Regions from separate parts of the Anser cygnoides genome. Here region 1 is linked to region 2. Evidence: chromatin contacts called from public Hi-C data. All regions are on one chromosome and are shown on one strand. Each heading gives the region's core, a stretch centred on a gene start, on an enhancer-like site or on the middle of the called end of the contact. The rest is flanking DNA. Distances are from core to core; before and after follow the strand shown. Region 1 holds the start of C9H2orf72 (chromosome 9 C2orf72 homolog). Region 2 holds the start of MASP1 (MBL associated serine protease 1).

Region 1 (3,951 bases), core at 550-3,049, 310 kb before region 2:
TCCGCGAGATCACCAGAAGGAATTCTTGCAGCAGGAACAATGTGAGGAAAGCAAAAGCCTTCGGAAGGAGGGAAGATGGAAAGGGGGACACGCCTGCCTCAGCGCAAAGGGTTGGCAGAAGACAGCCCCACACCCTCCAGGGGGGATGCAGCGGGTCCCAGGGGGATGCAGTGGGTCCCACTGGTCTCAAAACCCCTCAGCATTCAGATCCAGGATCCTGAGCTGAACCGGTGGAAGAAGCCCCTGAGCTGCAGCCGGCTGTCCCTGTGTCCCTGGGGTCACAGAGGAGCTGTCCCCGTGGAGCTGCAGAGCACCGCTGGGACCCCTCAGGGGCAGGGCCCAGAAAGAGCAGAACGCCGGAGCGCCTGGACTTGAAGCGGAGCAAGAGAAAAGTGGGAAAAATTAAAGGAGGAAGAAAGGGGAACAACCCAAGACAAGCAGTGCCTAAGATTAATGTGAGCCTGTATTTTTTTGTGTGGCTGCCGTGGGGCAGAGCCTGCCCAGCTGCCCAGCGCCCTGTGCCTGCACACAAACACGCCTCGCCTCTCGCCTCGAGGCCCCGGTGACACCCAGCTTTCATCCTGCCACCCTCACGGTGCTCACACTGGCCACCAACAGCATGTGGTTTGACACCCAAACGCCCACTTGTTCTGACTCATTCCGTGAAGCCGACACGAGCACTTTCCTCCCGCAGGACCTGCGGCACGGGCTGCGCCCCGAGCCCCCGTCCCCTGGACGTAAGCACGGTGTGCCACCACGTCACAGCTGCCACGTGCCACATCCCTGCCATCCAAGCGCTGCTTCGGCGCTTCCCAACCTTCCCTGGCTGCCAGGGCTGAGATTCCCACCGGGAAGGGGCAGATCCCACCGGGAAGGCTCAGACTCCACCAGCACGGAGCCGATCCCTTTGGGAACAGCCAGATCTCCCTGGAGAGGGGCAGAGGCTCCGCAACGGCGCAGCTCCCGTGGCGGAGAGCCGGGTCCAGCCGAGGAGGGATTGATCCCACCGGCCAGCGGAGCAAATCCCATTGCAGAAGGCCAAATCCCATTGAGAAGCAGCACTTCTCCTTGGGATGGGCTCCCATCGGGATGGCACAGACCCCACGGGGAAGCACCACGCGGCTCCCTGACCCACCCGGGCGGGATGCCCACCCTGTGCCCGGTACCCCCGGTACCTGCGGGGTGCTGCAGGGCCGCTCGCAGAGCTCGGCAGGCTGCGGCACGGCACTCTCGGAGGGCTGCGGGGCTGCCGGGGCTGTAGCGAGCCCCCTGCACGGTTCCCGGGGCCGGGAAGTGGCGGCGGAGGGTGGCGTCCAGCACGGCCGCGTCCTCCCCGTCCCCCCCGGGCAGGAGGACACCGACGACGGCGGCGGGCGGCGGCCCCGGGGGGAGGCGGCCCCGCACGTCCCGCACCACCTCCCGCAGCCGTGCCCGGTTCCCTCGGCCCCTCGCCGCCCCGCCGCGGCACAGCACCAGCAGCAGCCCCGCCGCCAGCGCCCGCCGCCCTCCGCCGCCCCGCGACCGGCACCGGGAGCGGGAGGGGCAGCCCGGTATCGGTCCCGGTGTCGGTCCCGGTGCCGGAGGAGCCTCGTCTCCCAGCAAGTCTCGGGCGAACGAGGCCAAGGCGGAGGCCGCCGGAGCTCCCTCGGCCACCTCGGCCACCAGCAGCACCGCCCGCCGCCCGCCCGCCCGCTCCACCAGCGCCCGCAGCTCCCGCAGCTCCTCCGCAGCCTCCATCCTCCGCAGCCTCCTCCGCAGCCTCCGCCGAGCCCGGCCCGCAGCAGCGCACCGCCCCCCGGCCCGCCTCCCGGCACCGGGCCCGGAGCTCCGCAAGGGGCTGGCCCCATCCCAACCCCATCCCTTCCCACCCCAACCGGCCCCAAAGCATCCCCCCGGTCCCATCCCCCCCCCCCCCCCGGTGCGCCGAGGCCCCCGGCGAACTCGGGAGGTGCTGGAAGGCAGGTGAGAGAAGGTGGGAAGGGGTAGAGGAGGATGTGAGGGTCGCGAAGGGGGCGTGCATGAGGCACCGTGACTGCACGCCCCACGGGTGTAATGTGCACCCCCAGTGTGTGACACGCTGTGACACGGGGTGGCGGTGGGGTGGCCTCCGTGGGCACCTCGGGCTGTAGCCCACAGCTGGCTGTGCTATAACCGCGATAACACCACGCCGTGGGGAATAGCTAGCACCCCAAGGGCCATACCCACCCCACGGCTCACAGGTTCCCCAATTCCTGCACGAGCGCAAAGCCCCAGAAGCACCACAAAGCCAAGCTGCGTCCCCACCCCACACGCTGCACCTCGGGGTCCCTTCCCACGCAATCCCCCTTCGCTCCCCCTCTGCAAACACCGCATCCCCCCCCCAGCACAAACACAGCCCCTCAGCCCCACCGGCCCTGGGACACGTCCCATGGGAGCACAGGATGTTTGCAGGGGTAAGTGCGGGGCTATAATTAGGATTTCAGTGCTGGCACGTGTTTAACAGCCCTGGCACAGGGAAGAGGCCACGAGCGAGCTCTGCCAGCCGACAGTGAATGAACGCCACATGAGGGCCAGTGCAGTGCCCAGCCCCGGCGTTGGCACGCCTGGAGGTGAACCAGGAAGCTCTTACCCGCAGCACACGCGGTTAACACTTTCCCTATTCCGTGTCATAAACAGGTCCCAGACTCCCCCCAAACATTTAATAGCTCCCAGTTTGATAGGGAACGAATGGCTCAGAGGTGCCAGCGGCAGGCAGCTGCCCTTGCAGAGCACCTCTGTGGGACACGGAGGTCTCAGAGCGCCGAGGATGAAAGCAGAGCAGAAATCCATGCACCCACCCAGCCACCTGGGGTCTGTGATTGCCAAGAGGTGCCCCTAAGGTGGCAGAGCCAGCGTGCCCGCTCCCTGACTTTCCCCTTGGCCACCAGCAGCTCCTCAGTCACAGCCGAGGTGGGGCAGCTCAGGGAGGTCGCTGTGTGCCACCAGTTTTAAGCCAGGAAAATGCGTGGTCCAGCTACAACGGGCTTAGCAAACGCTGCCCCACGCCAGCACCGTGGGGCTGGACAGCCTGGGCAAGGGTTTCAGAGAGTTTCTGCCCTAGCTCTTAGTAAAAGTAACTTACTCATTGACTAGTGCTGATAACCAGGTTGGGGGAGATAAACCAGGAGGATTAGGGCCCTCTTCCAAAGATCAGGGTCTGTTGTTGCAAGAGGCTACGGTCCCGCGCCAGCGTGGGGATCCTGAGAGCAGATGTCAGCGTGCCAGGGCTACAGTCGGACACAGTTCAACAGCCAGGTCTGGCCTTAATGTTGCCCAGGTTTTGCATTTACAAGGATTTCCTCTCATCTGGTCAGAATCCTGCTCGTGGCCCTGCATTTTATCCGGGGGAGAAGAGCCCTGGGTGCAGTCAGCACCAGGAGCCGTGCCAGGAGCAGCATCAGGGCCATCAGGAAGGTGCAGGTCCCCAGCAGCCCACAGCCCTGGGGTTTCTCTGCTCACACCTTCCCCTCTGACAGAATTTTAGGTATGGATCTCATGCCGGGGGTTCTCCAGAAGCCAGCCACAAGCAGAAGGGCTCCAGGAAGGGATCTGTACAACAAGACAGCTGAAGAGCTCCTCCCTGCAAGCACCAAGCCAAGGAAAAGCTCTTGCTTTGGCCAGTTTGACCAGGGGAAGAGCAGAACCTGTTTGCTCCGAGGACGTGGGGCGCTCCCTGCAAACCAGCCCCACGGCACGTTAAAACTGCACGCCAGCCTGCCAAAACGCCGCTGGCACATCCTGCAGCGTGGTAGTGCCAGCAACACCCCACCTGATGTGCAAAGACCACCACAGCATCGGGCTCGCAGGGCTCTTCTCAACCAGTGCTGTGCGAGTGGCTCGCACAGAGACCCCAAAGTGCCTCGGGAAGGGGGCTTTCGGCAGGTCGCTCCCCGGGTTGATGAAGTTTTTCCTTGTGGGGAGGGTACAGGAAAA
Region 2 (3,819 bases), core at 412-2,911:
TTTTCTTTTCTTTTCTTTTCTTTTCTTTTCTTTTCTTTTCTTTTCTTTTCTTTTCTTTTCTTTTCTTTTCTTTTCTTTTCTTTTCTTTTCTTTTCTTTTCTTTTCTTCTTTTTTCTTCTCTTCTCTTCTCTTCTCTTCTCCTCTCCTCTCTTCTCTTCTCCTCTCCTCTCTTCTCCTCTCCTCTCTTCTCTTCTCCTCTCTTTCTTTTCTTTTTTCTTTTCTCTTCTCTTCATTTCTTACTTGCTCTTCTCTTCGCTTCTCTTTTACTTTTCCCTTCGCTTCTCTTCATTTTGCTTTTTCTCTTCTCTCTTCTCTTTTCCCTCTTCAGTTCTCTTCAGTTCTTAGGGTACCACTCACCCCAAATGAAGAAGGACACAGAAGTTAAGATCCACAGAGACCTTTTGTCATCAAACTCAGATTTAAAAAAAATCTGATCCAAGAGAGTTTGTCCCAGTTGCCAACTTGTTTGTGCCCGAGGAGGGCACAGAGGACAGCGATTGCAGGTCACCCTGCAGCCGCCAGCTGACTGCACACCAGCCTGGAGCTCCATTCGAGCAGGAAGGCGAGCGCCAGCGGAGCAGTTCTCAGTGCAAGGGGGGAGCAAGCCCCTGCCCGGGCTGGGGGTGCAAACTCGAACGCCCATGGCATTGCATGGGACCCGGCCGGAGGAGAGACCTCCGTCTTTTTACAGCACACAGAGGAACAGAAACATGCAGGAAATTAGAGCCATTAGAGAAAATTTCCGCTTTCTAAAATAGGTACTAGGGCCTGGCAGAGGCTTGTAGGTGTATATTACAGTCGCTGGAACTACCCACACGTGCACGCACACACGGTTTCAGAAGCAGGGCTTGATTAAGGTATGCTGATGAGGAAATTGAATCTATATAAGCGGATTATTTTTAACCTGTCTGCGTTCTTTCAAAACCAGGGCAGTAGTTTTCTGGGGCTCGTCTGTCTCGTGCTGCCGCTCGCCCCGGCCCCCGGGTACAAAGCAAAGTCGCGGGGCACCGACAAACTTGGGCCGACTTTTCATCCGAGCGGACTGAGGTTGAACATGCCTTTTTCTGACGGCTCGTCTGAAACCACAAAAATGTGCGAAGGGAAAAAAATCTGTTTCTCTTCTGCTCGGGGGCTGGCGGAAACGGGCATCACCCCCTCCGCTTCGCCTGGCCTTCAGCGCCGCCGGCTCGCCCCGCATCCAGCTCCTCTCCGCGAGTCCCGGTCCCGCTCCGGAGTGAAACCGGCGCCGCCCCCCAACCACCCCCCAGTGCCCCCCGGAGCCCGTGTGCGGCTCTCCCCCGCCGCATCGCCCCTCGTCCCGGAGGCACTCACCTCATGTCTCTGCCGGGAGAGCTCCCCGAGGGGCTGGGGAGGCAGGGGAGGGCGGCTGGCTGGGCGGCGGGGGCCGGCTTCGCCTCCTTCCCCACGCTCCGCTGTCCGCCTTATCTCTGGCCGGAGATTTGTGAGCGTGTGCGCGCCTCTGCGTGTGTGTCTGGAGTTGTCTGGCATTTTCCATGCAGGTCACGCCTTCCCCTGCCTGCAACGGTTCCCCACATCCCCGCACGCACACACGGACCTGCCTGCGCTGAAGGCTCTCTCCTTCTTCCTCTCCTCTCCTCTCCTCTCCTCTCCTCTCCTCTCCTCTCCTCTCCTCTCCTCTCCTCTCCTCTCCTCTCCTCTCCTCTCCTCTCCTCTCCTCTCCTCTCCTCTCCTCTCCTCTCCTCTCCTCTCCTCTCCTCTCCTCTCCTCTCCTCTCCTCTCCTCTCCTCTCCTCTCCTCTCCTCTCCTCTCCTCTCCTCTCCTCTCCTCTCCTCTCCAGCAACCGCTGAGAAGTTTTTGTCTTCCCTAAGCTCCAGAGTTTTGTGTGTGTGTGTGCCCATGCACATTGTGTGCTTTTTTTTTTTTTCTTTCTCCCTCTCTCATTTTTTTATCCTACAGTCTGCTTTGCCAGATGGCTAAAATTTGCCTCTCAATAGGGACGGGAGCCTCCAGCAAAAACAGAAGGCAAGAACGTGTGAAAAAAAAACCTGCACAGAAGTGAAGAGCTGCGGGGATGTGCTGCAGCTGGGACCCGCGCTCAGGACCCGATTTCAGCTTCTCCACCCCGAGCTGCTCTGGGCTTGGGGCTGCGGTCTGGTTCCTGCGAAACTTTCCGCTGGTGGCAGTCGGGATAAAGGCGAGAGCCGGCTGGGAACCTCCTGCAGGGCTCGGGGCTGGCTGGACTCTGCATTTTGTCCCAGGGCAAAAGAGCAGCTTCGGATGTGGACTCTGCTCGGGAGGGAGAGCTGCAGATGCCAAAGCTGCAGGTCCGAAGCCTGACTCCCTCCTGGCGAGGTGAGGACCTGCACGCTGCCCACCGAGCCATGGGACATTGGTTCCCCTTCCCTGCCCCAGGAACAAGCAAACCCCAAGCCCTCCTGCCTGCACAACCCGAATCGTTCCTTAGGGCTGCCTTAGGGTGCAAGTGGCCCCCTCGTCCAGAAACGCCAAGCTCGGAGACATCAAGAGCAAAACTTTCATAGCTGGTGACCAACTTCAGCTTGAGCTGGTTAACGTACACCCTGCAGACACCCCCTGGCAGGCACGGGTACAGCTGCGGCGCGTTAAAAGGCACAAAAACAAGGGGCAGGGAGACGGGGATGTGCTGGCACCGCTCCCCCAGCAGCAGCTCCCAGCCCTCCCCAGCCTCTGCCATTAAAGTGGCAATGGTAACTCGCCTGCCCCTTCGGCTACGTGCAGCCCCCCAGAAGCTGGGAGGGAAGAGGTCTGGGGGGAGGAAAATGGGGTGGTTTTTCCATTCCTTGCCTTTGTGCTCTGGGGGCTGACAGCTCCTTGGCTTTCAGCTCTGAAACCGCTTCTCTCGCTCCCATGGGTCCCTGGTTCTGTGCCGGGGAAGAAATGGCACCTAGGAGACTCAGCCGGGTAAAATAGAAAAATATGAGTGGAAAAGCACTGGAAGAATAGCAGGAAGGCTCTGGGCAAAGGGGAGATCTCACTCTGCCATTTTTTCTGCCTCTGTTTGGGAAGTTTTAACAGCTCATCACTGTACAAACACCAGCTCTCGCTCATGTTAACACACCCAGGCAAGCTGATCAAACTAATTAATAGCTCAGCAACGTGTCAAACGCAGGGCTTTATTTTTGCAGGCAAGTGTGCTCTTGTCTGAATACATTGTGATCTATTTTTTTCCCTGCCTGTTCTGCAGGGTGGGTCCTTCATGCACTCATTTTTCCACCATGACAACCTCCTATAGCTTTTTGGAACAACTCCTGCACTTCAGGAGCAGCTCTAAGCCTCGTGTGACACTTCCTTTGCCTGCTGATGCCTCTTTCAAGCCAGATCACTGAGGGCCAAAGTCTGTGTTTGCACTGCGAGGCTGGCAGTGGCAATGCAAGTTCAATGTGCATCCAGCCCGTGCTGCTGGGCACAGCAGGGTTGAAAGCATCCACGCCGACCGCGGAGCACTGGAGGGCAGGGGAGGATGAAAATCAATGCAGACCCCAGCAGCAGCACTCTGTGCTGCTTGCTCATATGCTGCAAACACCCCTCCCACGAGCACTGCCCGCTCACCTCCCTGCCTCCAGAAAGCAAATTCCCACCAAATTCCCACCGGCGTGCTCGGGATGCCAGCCTTGCATGGGCGGCTGCTGTTCCGCCATGGAGCTGGCCCTGCTCCGGGGCTGGCTGACCTCCAGCCAGGCTCTGCGTGCTGTGAGATGTCTGTCCCCGTGTGCCCGTGCCACCCAGCATCCTGGCTTGGCACTCCAGGTCATCGCCAGCCCCTAAAGCAATGCAATTCCTGTGCTGCAGGGTGGGGAG

Evidence for each region. Hi-C and Micro-C count contacts between places; a contact is called where the count stands out from the background.
Region 1: a contact with region 2 is called in a Hi-C map of liver, with 2.1 times the contacts expected there. The contact joins the promoter of C9H2orf72 here to the promoter of MASP1 in region 2. A contact is called at or near these places in 2 of 7 Hi-C or Micro-C datasets (both in liver).

The regions. Positions count from the first base shown.
Region 1 is chr9:16,743,111-16,747,061 of Taihu_goose_T2T_genome, reverse strand. C9H2orf72 (chromosome 9 C2orf72 homolog) reads right to left here and starts at 1,799. Exons shown (of 3, transcript XM_048076852.2): 1 at 1,176-1,799. The coding sequence starts at 1,737.
Region 2 is chr9:16,433,480-16,437,298 of Taihu_goose_T2T_genome, reverse strand. MASP1 (MBL associated serine protease 1) reads right to left here and starts at 1,661. Exons shown (of 16, transcript XM_048076878.2): 1 at 1,333-1,661. The coding sequence starts at 1,337.